3 separate regions of the Zea mays genome follow, and all the other regions are linked to region 2. Evidence: chromatin contacts called from public Hi-C data. All regions are on one chromosome and are shown on one strand. The core of a region is the stretch at or near the end of the contact, and the rest is flanking DNA. Distances in the headings are between cores, read along the strand shown.

Region 1 (3,968 bases), core at 465-2,964, 140 kb after region 2:
TGGGGGCCTAAATAGAGGTTTAGTAGCTAATAAATTTTTGTTTTTACGGTAAATAATGTAAAAGGCCCACTAAAACTAGAAAAATCGAGGCAGGGCACGTACGTGCCCCCGCTCCACTAAAACTATATCTATTGCACTCCATCTATTTTAAATTATAAGACATTCTAATAAATTTTTAAAGAGTCAAATTATTTCAAATTTCATAGAAAAACTGTAAAGATTTATGACATTAAATAGGCATACTACAAAAATATAATTAATAAAAAATCTCATAGTACTTATTTGTATCATAAGTACTATTGTTTTATTATATAAATTTATTCAAACTTGGGATGCTTTGACTCCAAATTTTTTTTTGAAAGTGGGAATGATCTATAAGCTAGGATGAAGGGGTATGTATCATGTCTCATGTGTGCGCTTTAGCTTAAACAAATTTGGTGGCCAGTCCCCCCGCACAAAAAAGAAGCCTACACATGGTCCGAAGAAAAGTCAGCACACTTTGCATTCTCTCGCCACCTTGTACTAATGTGAAAGCATGCCGCGCCAAGACTCGTCGTTGGATATTGAAAGTCCTAGATCGATGGACAGAAACTAAAAAGAGCTGTGTGAGCATGACTGGAGAACTAAAAACAGACGAAGAAAATAATGTGGGCGTTTCCAGGAATCTATTTATTATTATATGAACCAAAATAAACTGCAGCAGCGGATATATATATATATATACCGTGTCCTTTCAGAAACTAGAATCACAAGTGTGAATATATATGTACTTTATAGAGAGAGAGAAAAAAAAAGTCTACAAGACATTATTACGTTTCAAATTTAAAACCGACCTACATATATGTGTGTTTTTTTTTTATAAATTCATCATGCACCATTGGATCGCCCATGTGTTATATATAGTTTGGCATCTAGCTAGCATCACTACTTGATTTTGTTGATTCGTTGTCCCATGCACCATGATGACAGGATACTTTGGCACCCAAACCAATAGAGAAAAACTAAGGACATGTTTGGATCCTACAAGCTAAAATAAAAATGACTAAAATTTATTCACTTAGGAGCTAAAGATCTGAACAGGAACAACTAAAAGTGACTAGAATGGTAAAAAAAACATCAATTTACTCACTTTTATCTCTACCTGTTTGGATGTTTGGATCTTCAGCTCTTAAATAACTAAACTGTAATCACTTTTGCATTAGCTCCTAGGATCCAAACATGCTCTAAATGGGGTTAATCTCGATGGTAAAAACATGTCAAACTCTCAGAGAACTTGCTCTTGTCCTTTTACTAGGGATAGGAAATGAGTCTGTAGCTCAACTGATTAAGGTAAGAGGTATGTTCATACTTTCCATAGAAACCCTTGGTTATAGTTATATACCAAGTACTGGTTTTATTTGTTTTCTTTTTTTTTTCTCGCGGTATACTTAATTTTAACGTTTTCTTATACATGCGCGATGCTTGATTATAGCACGCAGCCGACGTATAGGTATCAAGTACATTGCACGAGTCATACACGTCTACATCCGCATTCAAGTTGAGAAAAAAAGTACAATAGAAAAAAAATTCAACATCTGGAAATATATTTTGCTAAAGGATTGGAATTAAACTAGCTAGGCCTCAGGGTATATACGCAAACATGTGCATGGTTCCAAAATAGAAACATGTCATTCTCTATATATAGAGCGTCGCGCGGCAGCAGCATACCATACTACCACGCCCTCACAGGCCTGCATCATCTATCTTCTTGTATATCATCTTGTCCCAGCCCTAGCAAGCAAGCAAGCCTAGAACAGTAAAGTCTCGTCAATAATTCCATACTGTTTCTAGCTATCGCCTAGCGGCAGCGGCGAATACTATCACAGTCCGGCATCATCAGATAGAGGCTGCTCTGCTGCAGGCAGTACGCAAGCACGCACACACGCCAAGAAACCAAAGCGAAGATAGCACTCCAGAGGGAGCAGCGCGAGCTGTACGTAGCTGTAGCTCATCATGGGTATTGAGAGCATGAGCCCCACGGCGGCGGCGCCGGAGGACAGCTCTTCCGCCGCGTCCACGGCCACCACGGAGTCCGCCGCCGCCGCGCAGCCGCCGCCCGCTGCCGCACCACCAGGCGGCGGCGCGGTCGGCGGCGGAGACGCCGTCGCCGTCTCGCCGGCGGCGGACGAGCAGGCCGTCACGTCGCAGCCGTCGGCGGTGCCGCAGGGCTCCTCGCGCTTCAAGGGCGTGGTGCCGCAGCCCAACGGCCGCTGGGGCGCGCAGATCTACGAGCGCCACGCCCGGGTGTGGCTCGGCACGTTCGCCGACGAGGAGGCCGCGGCGCGCGCCTACGACGTGGCCGCGCTCCGCTACCGCGGCCGCGAGGCGGCGACCAACTTCCCGGGCGCCGGCGCGTCGGCGCCCGAGCTCGCCTTCCTGGCCGCCCACTCCAAGGCGGAGATCGTCGACATGCTGCGGAAGCACACCTACGCCGACGAGCTGCGCCAGGGCCTGCGGCGCGGCCGCAGCCGCGCGCAGCCCACGCCGGCCTGGGCGCGCGTGCTGCTGTTCGACAAGGCGGTCACGCCCAGCGACGTCGGCAAGCTCAACCGCCTCGTGGTCCCCAAGCAGCACGCCGAGAAGCACTTCCCGCTGAAGCGCGCGCCGCCGTCGGTGGAGGCGCAGGCGCCCACCACCGCCAAGGGCGTGCTCCTCAACTTCGAGGACGGGGAGGGCAAGGTGTGGCGGTTCCGCTACTCCTACTGGAACAGCAGCCAGAGCTACGTGCTCACCAAGGGCTGGAGCCGCTTCGTCAGGGAGAAGGGCCTCCGAGCCGGGGACACCATCGTCTTCTCCCACTCCACGTACGGCTCGGAGAAGCAGCTCTTCATCGACTGCAAGAAGACCAAGACGACGACGCCCGCCACCGACGGGGTACCGGTACCATCACCAGCACCAGCGGAGAAACCAAGCGAGGCCCGTGTAGTCAGGCTGTTCGGCGTCGACATCGCCGGAGCCGGGTGCCACCACCAGAAGCGCGCACGGCCGGTGGAGATTTCGTTCGACCATGGGCCGCAGGCGGAGTCGTTCAAGAAGCAATGCGTGGCTCATCATCACCGCTCTCCTGCCCTAGGTGCCTTCTTGTTATAGCAGCGATGCTAGTATACACATAGTACTCTAGTCCTTCCTCCTCTTTCTTCGATCTTCATGTCGTCTCGGCCGCCTGCTTGATCTTGAATTCAATTACTCGGCTCGTCTTTGCAAAAACTTAAGTTTAAGTAAGACTGCAAGTTAAACTAGTTGTATGTACATCATTAGGCAATCTTGAGTTGCTAGACGATACTATGTAGTAGTTCCTATAATTAAGATCTCATGCAAGTTTGTGCCATCGAGTGCAGCAATAAGTTGATTGCATCTGCTAGAGACTAAACATGTGTGCTTGCATCTTGTTCTCATGTGTTGGATCGATTCAGCCTTTGCCTATTTGGCAACACACATGCCGTCTATAGTTTGGTTATTTTTGCTGCAACAGTTCACATCATGCACGAATAACTAGTCGATAGATGTTGCACACTTGTACTATAGGTTGCGGGTGTTATATATCATCAATCAAAAGACAATCCAAGTTTTTCTAGATACTGAAAGAAGTCAAAGTTGAAGATGCAGTTAGAGAGTGATTGAGGATTCAGATCAGTTTCATTCTATCTACATGCATATATAGCAATTTTTGAATCTCCTCTTATTACTGTGCTATAGATTGGTTTCGTCCTTCGTTCACTCACAGTGACTATATTCATAGTAGATCGCTGCAGTTTCGTTCATTCAAAAGGATTGACGGATCTTATTAGTACTGATTCTGTAATAGCTAGACTGTAGAGAGAGAGCTGGGTAAGATCGTACACCCCTTTATTTCCTCAATGAAAAAAAGATCTCGTACACCTCAGAAGAGTACTGTATACACATCAGCTATTCCTATTTCTCCTACAAAG
Region 2 (3,701 bases), core at 342-2,841:
AAGTAATTAGGACCCTCGGATTTTGTGTAGTGTTTTATGACAAGGCATAAGCCGGCCGGCCTGGGGACTCATAAGCCCGGCCACGTGCAGCGGCGTCGGCGGCCCACCGAGCACATGCGTTGACTAAGAAGCAGCCACTGTTTGGTTAACTGTGTAGAACGAGGTTGAAGCTGCACCCGCAGATGCAACGTAGACCAAAAATATATTCCCTTGTTGCAAACATATTCCCTTGTTGCATACACGGATACGCTCGGACGTTCCGTTTCTCGCTGCCCAGGCTCGCCAGAGCCAGGCGCCGCTCGGCGTCTAACCAATCAGTCGGTCTGTGATTCCGCTCGCGTCGGCGGACTCACGGCTGCGAACTGAAGGCAACAAAACGCCGCGGTGACGTCGACGGGCGCGCGAAGCTGACGAGCTTGAGCCGGAGCGCGACGTCTCGACCAAGCCTCTGGGCTCTCCGGCTCTGGCATCGGATGCTCGCTCGGCATCTCTGCAACACATTTCGTACGTCTCGATCTCTCTCAGTGAAAGCCCAACCTCCCCGGCCGGCCGGTCCCGGCCGTGTCCCTCCCAAGAGATGTGGATCTATGGACGACTTGCGCGCGGACGCATGCATGCACTGCAATCAGAGCCGCCGCCAGGGGACCTCTCGGCAGCAGATAACTGTGCGCTCGACGCGTCAGGGGCCTTCAATTCATGGTTGCCAGTGGCCGGCCAAGCTAGAGCAAATCTGTGGGTGATTGATGCACTTGACTCGTGGATGCATAAGGATTTATTTTACGGGTTGTTCATGTATGGTTAAATTTTAACTAGTTAATTCTATAGATTCTGCATTTTTTTGATGCATTTGCAAGCAGTAGCTGTAGATGTAGTGTAGCTTCGGCCCTGGCTGCTGCCCGATCTCGCCTGCCCAGGCGCAGCAGCTAAAGCTAACAGACAGACCCCTTTACTAGTTGCGCAATAGTGGCTGTGAGGTTGCTGCTGCTCAAGAAGCGGCGCGTGGCCATAGAAAATACGCGGTGCAGCAGCCAACGAACCGCCATCATCGCCGTCGCCGTCGTCTAAAACAGTGTGTGTATGGGGTGAGCTGCAGCTGCACTGGATGGGTGGAGCTAGGCGGAATCCCTGTCCGGCCGGCCTGGTCCTTCGCCGACTACTATTAACTCTTCTGTTGGACTGGACAGCACATGTCGACGACGATTCGTCGTTAACTAGTTAGGTGCGAGTTTGTCATTCGAGCAGCAGCACAGATCGATCGATCGATCGACCAGTGACAACTTCGATCGGCTAGATCTGGAGCACTGTGGCGACTTAATTTGCTGTACGATCCGCCGTCTCAACCTTAGTTTCTCCGTCCGTCGCTAGCGCTGCCGCTGCTCGCCTCGCGCGCGGTATATCTTTAGAACGGCTGGGACCGTGCGTGTGCCCCAGAGCTATATATGGGCACATCTAATAGCCCAGCTACTACCTGATCTGAGGTAGCGGCCAATTGAATTTCTGGTCCAGGAACAGCTTAATACTGCCGTGCACGTACGGTGCATCACCCTGCTAGCTACCCTGGCCCTCAAGGCGCGCGCGCGCTTCATCTCATTAACTCTCATCAAAGAGGACCTGCGTATACGTGGCAGAGAAGAGATGCATGGTCCTTCCAGAGACTCCAAGTATGTCTGTGGGGGCATGTCTGTCAGCAGCAGCGCTAGCTCGAGGATCGGATCCGACGATGTCGTTGGCCGCACCTTCTTCACTTCTCTGTTATTATCGCGGTATCGCCACTGTCATTCCTCTACCGGCGGCGCTACTCTTCGACCAAGGGGATCATCATCACGTACAGCGTGCCTTTACTGCAAAAATCAACTCTAATCGGGTAAATTTGGCGTGTATTTGTTTCACTCTCTAATCTGCGTAATCTGTCCAATATAATTTGTTGGATTGATCTCAAGAACTCAGATCCAACTCATGATAGTGCGTCCCCCTCTCACGCACAACGGAGATAAAAACTAAGGACGAGGCTTTGCACAATTTCTTTGACTAGTGTCTTAAAGCACTCGGCAAAGCCTGAAAAACACTCGGCGAAAACTTTGCCGAGTGACACTTGAAAAAAAGGGGCTCGGTGCACTGTATATCGGCAACGACTTATTTGCTAAGTGCTTTTTGTCGGTCACTCGGTATTGACGAGTGGCACGTGTCTCTCGACAAAGAAAAGTCACCGTCACGACGACAAGTGAGGGCAACCAAGACTTTTCCGAGTGCTATCGTGACACTCGGCAAAGGCTCACTCTTTGCTGACTGTCTATTGTACTGACACTCGGCAAAGAAGCACCCCGTGGATCCTTTGTCAGTTCCTTCGCCGAGTGTATTAGGAGGAGCCTTTACCGAATGCCCACTGGACAAGCTCTCTGCAAAGAGAGCACCAACGGGCCCCTTTGTCAGTTCCTTTGCCGAGTGCATTTGTTGGCACTCGACAAAGGTTGCTTCTCTGCCGAGTGTCCCGGCCACAACACTCGGCAAAGAAGCTTTACTAGTTCCCATGTGTGTCTTCTTTGCCGAGTGTTATGGACATGACACTCGACAAAGTTACTAGAATACCCATTTTTATTTGTTTTTGTTGTTCCATCCAACAAACAAAAGATATATCACATAATCATCACATATACATCACAGATCACAGAATCATCACATACATCAAACACACAACATAACTCACAAAGATCACATGTTTCTTCACAAAGATCACATGTTTCTTCACAAAGTCACAAGTACCACAAAATAGTTCACATCACTAACAAGTACTCACATAAACAAGTCCACAAACATCCAATATATAGTATAAACATGTCTCACAACTAAGTTTAGAAGAACATAAACGAGGTGGGCGGCTGGACTGGTTCGACGATGGGCTAGGCGATCCATGAGGGTTGTTGGATGCTGCAGATTGTCACTACATAGAGAAGAGATTGCATGTGTTATACCAGATGAATATATATTATGCAGGACTAGAATTTTGATACACACAGGAGTATGGAACTGAACAGGGTCAGCTAGAGGGAATAATGGAGGTGGTGGAGCAAAACACCGTGTGGCGCCAAGGCTCTACATGTACTGGAACATCTCCGTCATCCTCTACTGATGTGCCAAGCGAGCCACTCGCTCCACCCTCATCCTCGCCTCCATCTCCTGCCGTTCCCTCCTCTCTTCTTCTTGGTGGACCTGTAGTATTTTACCCCAATGTTATAATAACTCAAAGAGAAGGTATATAACTTAAGAAATGATGAGTTACAAAAGCACTAACTTGGAGTTGCTATATCCGATGGTGTGAGCTATCATGCCGAGGTCGTATGGCTAGACTCGCGCTCGTGCTCCTTACTCGCATATAAGACAGAGTGGGAGGAGTGGACGACGAGTCGATTGTCCTGTCGACAATCCAGGACCGCCCATGCCTCTTGCCTCCTCCGACCCTTATGAGGACATCTCCGTCGATGTCCTCGATCCTCGGATCATAATCTGGCCCATGGACCTCTTGTGTCATGGCAGTGTACTCACTTAGGTGGCTGTAGATGGCGCGGTTGCTATACGCCTCAGGCCCGTCCTCCTGGTTGTAGGTGGCGTCGGACGTCGCCTTGCCCTTGTGGGCTATAGCATACACTGAGAAGATGGAGGAAGACTGGCCACAATGTGACGCCGACTGTAAGAAAACCAATGAG
Region 3 (3,982 bases), core at 244-2,743, 200 kb after region 2:
AGAGAGGCGGCAGCTTGCAGCTAGCTAGCCGGGGCCAATGCCGCCCGGCCTGCCCAGGTTTCCTCTTCCCTGGCTCCGGCTCCCGGCCTGCGGTTTGCACTTGCAGTCGCTGTTGCTGTTGCAAACGAGAGTGGAGTGGACTGCTGGGCAGCGTAGCCTGAGCCAGCTAGCTATAGCTCTGTCCCCCTCCCCTCCCCTAGCTGCTGGCTGCTGCTGCTGCCGCTCCCTGTGTCTGTCTGTCTGTCTGTATGCGCCTCTTGATAATTGTTAAAGCTGCGTGCGTGTGCATATGCATTGCATTGGTTCAAATAACGCATGATATAGATGCCACTTGCGCAACATGTTTTTTTTTTGGGTTTCCTTTCGTCTGACGTGCATGGCAGCTGGAGGAGTGTGGTAGAGTTGTTGCTTTGCAAGGTTCAAAGGACCTGTCTGATTCATGGTGTTGTGCAGGGCAGCATGCATGTCATTTCTGCCGTCCTCGTCGTCGTCGTCGATGGCCGACTACTACTACGGTCTCGGTACTACCATTGATTGGGTCCCCATCGACGCATGTACGGTATGGATACCATACCAGCCAATACTCAAATATTGTGTGCCCATGCATGCATACGTCTCTATCTGCGTGTGGGGGTGAGTTTTGTGATCTGATGAGTAGTTTATTTATACACTAGTAATAATATTAGTGGAGGATGACATTTGCTGCTAGCTTGGCGGCTGAAGCCTAATTTTGACACGTTTACGAAATCCGCACGACGGCGAAAGAGAGTGTTTAAGTATACACGTCTTCCAGGAGGAGCTGACTCCCGAGTCCCGACTTCGCCACTTGTCAGGTTTTATATAAAACCACCCCCACACCGTACGTGCTGCCAAACTGGGGCTTCGAAAGATGCATGCATACGATCGATTAATAGCTCCAAATAAAAAAAATTATGTAATATTCCGCGCGTGCCTAATTGCATATGCGTGGACGTGGCTGTGCTGATGCATTTATATGCTGCCTCCTGTTTCATTTCCCTCTCTGCAACGCACGCACGCATGCATGCATCCTCTGCTTTTTATTTATTGAGGCGAGGAGAGGAGATAGCTACAATTAAAGTTACAGTAGTTCTTTGTATACATAATACTCGGTATATAGTATTTATACTCGTAGGCATGCATTAGGCACGATTAAAGCGCGCGCCGGCAGACGGCATGAACTTGGTGTGAGAGAGAGATGATAAGGATGACCTAACCTTATCTACGCACAGTTGGTCTGACAAAATGCATGCATGTCCGTCCAAAGAAACTTGAGCAGGCAAGACGACGCCGGACACGTACGCTTCTGTCTAGTGTAGACCGTACGAGTAGTAGTATACGTCTTCTCCTTTCGATCATCAGTTCTTCTCCTTTCGATCATCAGTTCGTTGTGCAACGGAGTCGGAGAGTACATGTCAGTAACACCCATGGTGGACATGGATGGACGATCGATCGATGAGTCCCGTCGTTTTCTAGCTGACACACGACGCGTGCATAGCTGAGCCAGAGCCCAATCTCATCTGTGTACTGCAACTGCAGCACCATCACGTGCACCGATGAATCCAGCCAAACCAGTCAGGAACCAACACCCAGACGTCGCTATTATTACCACCACAGCAACCTACCTGCATTGCTCGCTTTTTCTAGCTGGTAACCATGAGTAGTTAATATACTAAGTAAATAGATGATGGCTATACTGAGTAGTTACTATACTAAGCAACTAATCAAAAATACAGAACGTGCAGATCATTCAGAACTGCTGAAGTTTGTGGTAGATATAATATGGAAACCGTAAAAAATTTGAACCATTACTGAGATGTGCAGATTCTAGCGGAGGTAAATACCTCAAATAGAACGCCCGAGAGAATTAGATCACCTCCAGAATATACCCTCTCTAATAAAATGGCCCTGCAAGTAAAATCGGAAAAAAAAAGAAACTGGGCGTAAAAACCAAGGAACGTTAGTGAAATAGCTATACATACAGTCTGCAACCACAAGGACTCCACCACGCTAACAATTATTATTCCATAATAATACACCCGTGGAAAAATTCCATGTGCAACAATAAAAATGAAATAGGCTGACAACAGAGGCCCATTGGTAGCCCAACACGAGAAACCAGCTGGCATGATTAGCCGTAGTTGGGACACCAAATTGTAATGTAACGCAACTTCCACTTCGAAGCAGAACAATCCAAGTCATAAGATGCAATATACATTTGTGTGGTGCAGCCGCCCGTGCATGGGTGGGTGCGCGCGTCTGTCAGCCCTCCTCGCCGAACTCCTTCGTGAACCTCTCGTGCACCTCCAGGTCCTTCTTGCTAACCGTCGGCCTCTGCCTCGACAGGACCTTCTCGAAGTCCGCCCTCGAAATAGGGGGCGGAAGAATCTACGTTCAAAACAGGACACCTTTGTTGCCTTAGAGCAGTTCGACCGGGAAGCCCTCTCTCTCTCTCTCTCTCTTAACACTGCAATGGAAGAATGGGCCATCTTGTGTGTTGTGTGTTACCTTCGCAGCGAGGCCTTTGGATGCAAGCTCCTGCATGGTGGTCTGCACGGCGCCCGGTTGCTTCGGTCCACATGGCATCCACATGTCACCGTCCGCCTTGAAGAAGAACATGGCGTCCTGCGTTTTGCGCACGGGTTCAAATAACACGTCCTTAACCTGGTCGAGGGAAAAAAAATGTATCAGATTTCATTGCTTAGTACAATGTGAGACTGAGCAGTGAAGCATAGTGATGACAGATGCACAAGTTCAGAAATTACTTACACAGACAGCAACGTCAGAACCAGAAAACCCGTCTGTCCGACGGGCCAAGCTCTCGAAATCACTTTCAGTTAAACTGTGTGGTGTATCCCCGAGATGGACCTGTATGAATTGATGGTTCCAAATGTTAGCCAATGGATTGTAAACCATGGAACAGGACAAACTTAGTTATGTTAACCTTAAACATGTGTTGCCTTGCTTTCAAGTCAGGTAGCGGAATGTAGATACGCTTGTCAAATCTTCGCCGCACAGCCTGCAACAATGAATCAGTCAAAGAACCAAACAGTGTTTCACAAGATAATGGGGACGTTACTTTTTTTTGGCGAAGTTGTATTCGGTGCAAAACTGTACTCCCTCTATCCCAAAAAGAATGCAATTCTCACTTTTCGAGTCAAACGGTTTGAAGCTTAACCAAAGTTAGACAAAAAGTATTAACATTTATGATACAAAATAAGTACCACTAAATCATTAATTCTGGAATATATTTTCATAGTAAACATAGTTGAAGACGTAAATTTTAATAGTAATCACTATAAATTTGGTCAAACTTGGGCTAATTTGACTTGCACAGATACCCTAGCTAGTTGCATCATCTTCAGGACGGAATATTCGGCAAGTTTTTTGTAACCTGGTCCAGAGCATATGGCGTATTCGTGGCAGCAAGAACAAGAACTTTATCATCATTGTGACCAACACCCTGGGAATCAAGTACAGAAAATATGATCATGTCAGTTTAACATCAAAGAAGGCATAGAATGCTGAGATTAAGAAAACAAGTCCTCTAAACAAACGGAGAAGCAGAATCTTCAGAGAATTTCAGTTCTACTTTTTTTACATGTAAATAAAATCTTGGACATCAGAAGGCTATCATATTCACTGATTAATTATAGTCAACATGTATTAATAACAGCAAAAAGTCGGGAGTTTCATCAGATAGGTTGTATGCAATCACTGGATAAACAATTAGATTTTTCTGTGTTGAAAATTTGACAGAGTATAGCAATGAGCTAATGACATCTACAAATACTAGGATCAGTTTTAAAACATAGTATAGCATTCAAGCTAATAATGTGTTGACAGTATCGGAATCCTTTGTGCTGACTAGCCAATTCTACATGACCTGAATAAGCTCGGTAACATATCTCTGGAGCTAACAACTCAGACAAAAGAAGAAAAAAAAAGAGCATCATCACTCATA

The links. Hi-C and Micro-C count contacts between places; a contact is called where the count stands out from the background.
Region 1: a Hi-C map of leaf shows a contact between it and region 2, with 3 times the contacts expected there. The contact joins the promoter of LOC109944961 here to the enhancer-like site in region 2. A contact is called at or near these places in 8 of 25 Hi-C or Micro-C datasets (bundle sheath, ear, leaf and 2 more).
Region 3: a contact with region 2 is called in a Hi-C map of ear, with 5 times the contacts expected there. The contact joins two enhancer-like sites. A contact is called at or near these places in 4 of 25 Hi-C or Micro-C datasets (ear, endosperm, leaf and 1 more).

The regions. Positions count from the first base shown.
Region 1 is chr3:19,548,690-19,552,657 of Zm-B73-REFERENCE-NAM-5.0, reverse strand. It overlaps LOC109944961 (AP2/ERF and B3 domain-containing protein), which reads left to right and starts at 1,714. Exons shown (of 1, transcript XM_020550729.3): 1 at 1,714-3,426. The coding sequence starts at 1,993. The coding sequence ends at 3,129.
Region 2 is chr3:19,687,146-19,690,846 of Zm-B73-REFERENCE-NAM-5.0, reverse strand. No RefSeq gene overlaps it. Among protein-coding and RNA genes, the nearest start is that of LOC542610, 16 kb to the left of the region's middle. Within about 2 kb of position 1,591, at least 13 of the 20 cell types and tissues checked have an H3K27ac peak or open chromatin away from gene starts, as enhancers often do. A contact at or near this core is called in ear, endosperm and leaf, where this site is marked.
Region 3 is chr3:19,490,207-19,494,188 of Zm-B73-REFERENCE-NAM-5.0, reverse strand. It overlaps LOC100283774 (vacuolar sorting protein 4b), which reads right to left. Exons shown (of 8, transcript NM_001412581.1): 4 at 3,413-3,481; 5 at 2,963-3,037; 6 at 2,788-2,886; 7 at 2,527-2,682; 8 at 1,957-2,426. The coding sequence ends at 2,217. Among protein-coding and RNA genes, the nearest start is that of LOC100283774, 8.9 kb to the right of the region's middle. Within about 2 kb of position 1,493, at least 19 of the 20 cell types and tissues checked have an H3K27ac peak or open chromatin away from gene starts, as enhancers often do. A contact at or near this core is called in ear, endosperm and leaf, where this site is marked.